Regions from separate parts of the Ovis aries genome. Here region 2 is linked to region 1. A link is a contact called in public Hi-C data. All regions are on one chromosome and are shown on one strand. Each heading gives the region's core, a stretch centred on a gene start, on an enhancer-like site or on the middle of the called end of the contact. The rest is flanking DNA. Distances are from core to core; before and after follow the strand shown. Region 1 overlaps FXYD6 (FXYD domain containing ion transport regulator 6). Region 2 has its middle 33 kb from the start of TMPRSS4.

Region 1 (3,193 bases), core at 376-2,875:
CATGGCAAAGAACCGAGGAGCTCGGTTCAAAAGCCCACTAGGAAGTAAGGCTGCCATGAACCATTAAGCAGGCTTGATCGTCCAGCCTTCACCGACTGTCCCCCTGGCTGCTGCCGGTTTGACTGCAAGCTCATCAAAGGCCCAAAGCATAACCCCTCAGCTCCACTCCTCCCTGACTGCTGACCCTCAGAAACTGTGCGAGATAATAACCATTTGTTGTTTTAAGCTACTGTTATGTTGCAACAGATAACTCATGCCATGTATTTACTAACCCATCTATTTATGATTCCTTTTGAATCTCAGGCATCCATCAAGCCATTTTTCTTGATTCCTGGAGAACATCTTGGAATTTTCTTTAATGGAGATCTATTAGCTGTAAACTCAGTTTTTCTTTATCGTTTCACCCTTCTGGGGGGCAGATCTAACACTCCCCAGTAATTCCAACCTTCTAGTATTCAAGCCTTTGTCTGATTCCCTCCCCTGAACAGGGGCAGCAGCTGGGACTGCTTCTAGCTGGCAGAGGGGTTATGAGGCAAGCAAGGCCCCTCCAGGGAGGAGGAAGGGCGCAGGTCAAGGGTCCCAGGCCACTAGTCACCGCTACACCTCTCCACAGCTCCACCTAATTACTGCCATAGATGCTTAAGTTCAAGCAAATCCCCAGCCCCCACACACGTACGCACTGAATTCCTAAACGGAGTTATACAATTCCAGGTTCTGCAAGGGATAAACAGGCAAGCAAGACGGGGGGCAGTGTGTGAAAGCAGAGGACTCAAGATATTTCAGCAAATGTGAAAAGAGCTTCACAAGAGGCAGAGACTACACTCAAGGAGTAGCCAGCGTGGCAGGGCAGAGAAGAGGGAGCAGGGAATACAACAGGGCACCTGGGCTGTTTCCATGGAGGAGCTGACATTCCAGCTGAACCTTGAAAGCAGGATGGGATTCTGAGGGACAGGCCTAAGAAAAGAGAAAAGGAAAGGCATTCTGGCAGAGGAAACAGCATGAGCAAAGGCAGTGAGAAGGGAAAACGGGGATCACAAACAGTATTCAATTTCAAGTTCAGTTCAAGTTGCACCTCTAGGCACTTCATTCAGTAGTGGCCACCTGAAGTGGCTTCCTCAGAAGGCTTCTGAATGAGGGCAGGTAGATGTGAGGGCCTTCATCCATCTGTGACGTCTGCATAGCGCAGGAGGGGCCATGAGAGCCATCTGCCAAGTATTTGCCATTTCGAGAATAAGATACCTTCCAAAACAGTGAACAATCGAGTTGTCCAAAGCATGAGAGTGTGGGTGGCGAGAATTCTGATAAGAGAGCTGGAATCAGCCTCTAGAGGATCTTGCATGCCAGGCTAAAGAGTAAGGACCTGTCTTTGTATTCTAAAGAAACCATTTCTGATCAAGTTACAGTGAGCTGAGAGAAAGACTGTTACAGATTTGGAAAGGGACCAACTCTCCTCCTTCAAGCTGCTGCCCAGGCCAGGACTACGCCAGCCACACCTCAGCATAAGCTTCCTTGGGGGGGCCCTCTTGGCCCCTACACCCATTTTTAAAAACCTTGCTGGTCCCTCTGGCACTGTCCCTGAGTCGAGTGGCCAAGGACGCAGACAGAGCCTCTGAAGGGACACAGAATGTCTTTCTCTCATGGCTGCACTGAGGACCTCTATCTCTTTCTTCTCTCCCTCCCACACAACTGCCCCTCACATTCCTTTCTCCCAGAAAGGAGGCGAGGCTGGCCTGGCCGAGGACTGGGGGAGGTTGAGAGGTGGCAGGCGTGGTAAACTCCATTTCCAGGCCACGGAGGCTAAGTAGCAGATTGAAGAGTGGGCGGGAATTTTTGGAAGCCGAAAGAGCAAGGCAGAGTTGGGTGGAGCTGGGAGAGGGGGTTCAGGAACATCACATTAGCCACCTGCACATGTGAGATCATGGACCCCCCCTATCTGGGAGAGCCTGCGGACCTGGCCCCCGGGATGGGGCTCCAGCAAAGTCCTCACTGTTAGATGGGGGTGGGGTACTCTGGAACTCTAGATCTTTCAGACTGTCCTCCCCATCTGGAAAACAGAACCAGCCACCTTGTACTTCCTCTGAAGCACCTTCAGAGAAACAATTCAGTTTCCACTCATTTTCCTGCTCCGTTCCACACTCTCATTTATCTTGACACTGGTGAACAGCTGACACTTCGGGTGGCAACAGCCTGTCCATGTTAATTTCCTTCCCTGATCTCTCTGCCGTCTGCACAGTTGCTTTTCTGCATGTGCAGGAGAGAGCAATCAGAAGAGTTTCTCTGGTGATTATCTTTCCATACTGAGTCACATAATTTCACATAATTGCCGGGTAAAAGCTGCTCAGAAAGAGAAGCCACGAGCTGATGATATAGCATCACGCTATATTATTTTTGATTCCATGAAGCAGTGAGGTAGATCAGAATACCCAGTTCTATTGTGAAAATAACTCAGAAACAACCTCCCTTTAAAATGCACAAGCTCCAAATTACAGGGAAACATCTTCATCTCATCCTCATCTCTGTCTCACTCAGCCCCCAAGGCCTCGCTTCCCTTCCCTGGCATCCCACCTGCTTGCCTTCCTTAGGATTCAGCTCATCAAAAATGTGCCCAGAGGGATCACCAAGGCCTGGGTCCTGGCAGGATCCCCAAAGAAAGAGAAGGCCCCCTCCATAGAAAGGACATGCCGGAAGGGGACCTTTATGGGGTCACAGAATGCCTGGAAAAGTCAAAGCGTTAGTTGTTCAGTCAAGTCCGACTCTTTGTGACCCTATGGACTGTAGCCCGCCAGGATCCTCTTTCCATGGGATTTTTCAGAATACTGGACTGGGTTGCCATTCTCTTCTCCAGGGAAGCTTCCTGACCAGGGATGAAACCTGGGTCTCCCGCATTGCAGGTGGATTCTTAACCATCTGAGCCACTAATACCTGGGCCTCATTGTTTAGGCTAACTGGTTACCCTAGACTGTTATTGCATGCCAAGGGACAAGATTTAGCCTATGATATATCCAAATCTTTGGAACAAAGAAGCCTGTTAAAAGAAGATTTTGCAGTGTATAAATAGGATATAAGCATGATGTGAGGTATACCAGATGGACTCAGAACCACTGAATGCCAGTGAGTTAGAATGATTGAGATGAAAGTTCTTTATTTGAGGAGTCTCAAGTGCCAACAGAGAAGTGATGTAGCCAGTGCATCT
Region 2 (3,193 bases), core at 323-2,822, 220 kb after region 1:
GTCCTGGAAAGAGCACAGGGTTTGCCTTCAGAGAGACTGTCCAGGGAGCAGCCCCAAGCCCTAGCACCCACCAGCTGTGCCATCTTGGGTGACCACTCTCAACTTCAAGCTTGTCTTCTGTGAAATGAAGAACTCATGAGCGGTATGCACCTCACACCATCTATGCAAGGCTCACATGAGCCTTCGGGGAATCACAGAGCATCTTCCTTCTCCCAAGGAGTATCCCAGAGGTTCCCAAGCTCCAAAGCCTGTCAGGAAGGGGTGCTGCCAGGTCAGCCAGGGGAGCTTATGCCAAGGCCCTTGCCCAAACAAAGCCAGGTCTCTGCTCAGATGAGCCAGAAGTCACACACGGCCCAGGTGACCCAACACCCAGCCGCCCACACGAACCATCAGCCACCCCTGCTGTCTCTGGGCTCCTGCAGCTGCTGGGAAATTTCAAGGTCAAGTTGGTTGTTACATTTTGAGTCTTCGTGTTGCTCTCTGCCAGACCTTTGCAGGGAGGAGAGGAAACAGCTAACATGCGTACAGTGGCAGGAACTCATTCTGAGCAGCCAGGGGTCCTTCTACCTCAGAGCCCCCTCAAACCCTCTCCCCCTCTGTTTCCTGGTCACAACCACAAGTGGATTCTTGCAGGTTGCAGAAAATAGGATAAACCAGAGCTGCTTTGTGTGGTTACAAGTTCAGAGGCTTTGGGGTTTTTCTGGATCTGGCCTGGAAACATCTAGAAACATCTGACTACTTGGATGACTCCCACCTCTCTTTTCCTCTGATGGGTACTGAACTGAACCCCAGACAAGAGCCTCCCAATCCTTCCTGCACCATTGGGAGGAAATTGTTTCATTGACTCCTCCAGTTCATTCCCATTTCCTCTAAATCCCTGTAAAAGCACTTCCTTGGGAGCAGGAACATTCCTTTGACTCATTTCATTCTCCCATTTCTGACTCTTGCCATTTTGGAAAGCAGGAGCTTGGGTTCTGCTATGCACTTTGAAGGAGATGCTTAAAGGAGGTAGAAGCTGGCTTATCAATGCCACATAAGGGCCAAGAAAAAAAAATCAGTTGAGGTCAAGGCACTGCCTCCCACTCCAGCTTGGAGTACAAAAGCAGAGAAAGTATCCTTCCCAGTTTTGAACAGACTATGTTCTGCCTTTTACCGTTCTCTGCTGAGACCCTGAATTGGACTGTGAGCTTCCCATGCCCAGGTTCACAGCTGTTCATCCTTCTCCATGTCTCCCCGCCCAGCTAAGTACTTGGCACAGGTAGATGCTGAAGGGAGCCATGCGGACAAGGGCGTGGCTGATTTGGCTCTATCCTGCTGGGGCTAGCACCGTGTCTAACACAGCGGATGCTCAGTGCAGCTTGACTAAAGCTACTAGAATAAGCAGGCATCTCTCTCCCCTACCTGCCCCGGCTAGGACTGAAACACGGGCATCAGACCCCTCGGCAAATCACTGTTGAGTCTCAGAGATCCACAGCCTGGGTGGAGCCTTGAGATCGAGGTTTTACCCAGGTGTGAGCTCTCCCAACAGCCCAGAAAGGGGGTGAAGGTGAGAACCCTCTCTCACCACAGTACAGATAGGGTGAAGGAAAAAAGCTGTCAGCTCCACCCTACCTGTGCCTGCCCTTACCACCAGAGCAGATGCAGGAAGGGGCGGGGGACTACCAAAGCCAGCCGAGTCATTTGTGGTTTCACTACTATGGTGAATCAGTTCTCTGTACAGGGGGCCAAGAGGGCAAGCTTGGGTTTAAATACTGTTGAACCAGTAGTGAAAGAGAAGCACCGAGGGCAAGGGGAGTGTGAGGTCCCAACCTGCCGGGGGTTCAGCCAGGTGTCCTTAGGCCCAGCTGTGAGCCTTGGTGGAGGGAGCCGTTTACCTGCCTCACCAGGATGGGGTGAGAACGACGCAGGATGAAAGCACCTGGCCAGTGCAGAAAGCCTCCATACCTGACGTTGCTGTTATTGTTAAGTTGCTCAGTCATGTCCAGCTCTTTAGTGACCCCATGGACTGGAGCCCACCAGGCTCTTCTGTCCATGGGATTCTCCAGGCAAGAATACTGGAGCAGGTTGCCATTTCCTTCCCCAGGGGATCTTCCCAACCCAGGGCTCGAACCCAGGGCTCCTGCATTGGCAGGCAGATTCGTTACCGGTGAGCCACCAGGGAAGTCCCACCTGTGCATTACTTAAAGCATTAACAGGAGTTACAGTTAGATTCAAGGCCACCCCTTGGAACAATTTCAGGGCACCATTTGCATAGACTCAGTATGAAAAGTCACCCCCACTGACCTCCTTTTACCCTGACAAAGCAGCTCGGCCTCCAGAGGAGACCACAGACTCGGGTTTCCTGAATCCAGTCTTGACTAGCTGCTCAGGGGTCCAGAGCTCCCCAGAGGAAGAGAGAAAGGAAAGAGAGCAAAAGCAATTTGCTGCCGGGTTTTTACACAAAGCTAATAAGCTTAAACATCAGGTCCCTCACCTGCAAGGACCTCTCCAAGCCACTCTACCTAATTTTGGTTTTATTTCTGTATTCTTGCTTTAAGAAAGGCTGCAAAACCATTGAAACTTCAGGCCCCCAGAAAACATGGGTCTGCTCTGGCTCCCAAATAAGACTCTTCTCTCATCAGAGAGAGACAAGCGCCCATCATTCCCCAGCCTGGTAGCCTCCACCAGCCAGCCTCCTCCCTTGGATGTCCACCTGTCTAGCCAGCTCGGAAAAGCCTCCACGATTTGGCCTTCTCCAGCCAGGAATACATTTTCCCTAACATTTCAGCCTGTTGCACTGTTGCTCAGTCCCACAGCAAACACCACCAACAGCAGGAAGCTTTCTCCCAAGTCTCAGGCAAATTCACCCCGCCCTCCTAGGTGTCCCCACTGCCTTCAGTGGGTCCCTCTGTCACAGCACAAATCCATCCCAGGGAGACTTCAGTTTTGAGGGTCCACCTCTCTGCCAGGGTCCAAGCAAGTTTATTTGATTCGGGTCTCCAGAGCCCACCAGCTCAGAACTGGCCCCTCCCAGGTGCTGGGCAAATGTTTCTTGAATAAATGAATCGAGTAATGCTAGTGCTGGGGACAATAACAGAGTGATTTTAAAAGGTCAAGTTCAGTGCTGGGACCCAGCTGCAGTCTTTGCTCTCGCGCTCTGGCCACCCCCTCCTGATGATACCTTATCGCTCTCCTCCAGGCAAGCTGAACCAGG

The links. A called contact is a pair of places that touch in the nucleus more often than the background predicts.
Region 2: a contact with region 1 is called in a Hi-C map of mixed tissues, with 2.9 times the contacts expected there. The contact joins two enhancer-like sites. A contact is called at or near these places in 8 of 16 Hi-C or Micro-C datasets (blood, hypothalamus, liver and 3 more).

The regions. Positions count from the first base shown.
Region 1 is chr15:28,241,571-28,244,763 of ARS-UI_Ramb_v3.0, forward strand. All of the region lies in intron 1 of FXYD6 (FXYD domain containing ion transport regulator 6), which reads right to left. Among named protein-coding and RNA genes, the nearest start is that of FXYD6, 18 kb to the right of the region's middle. Within about 2 kb of position 1,626, at least 11 of the 54 cell types and tissues checked have an H3K27ac peak or open chromatin away from gene starts, as enhancers often do. A contact at or near this core is called in hypothalamus, where this site is marked.
Region 2 is chr15:28,466,564-28,469,756 of ARS-UI_Ramb_v3.0, forward strand. No RefSeq gene overlaps it. Among named protein-coding and RNA genes, the nearest start is that of TMPRSS4, 33 kb to the right of the region's middle. Within about 2 kb of position 1,573, at least 6 of the 54 cell types and tissues checked have an H3K27ac peak or open chromatin away from gene starts, as enhancers often do. A contact at or near this core is called in hypothalamus, where this site is marked.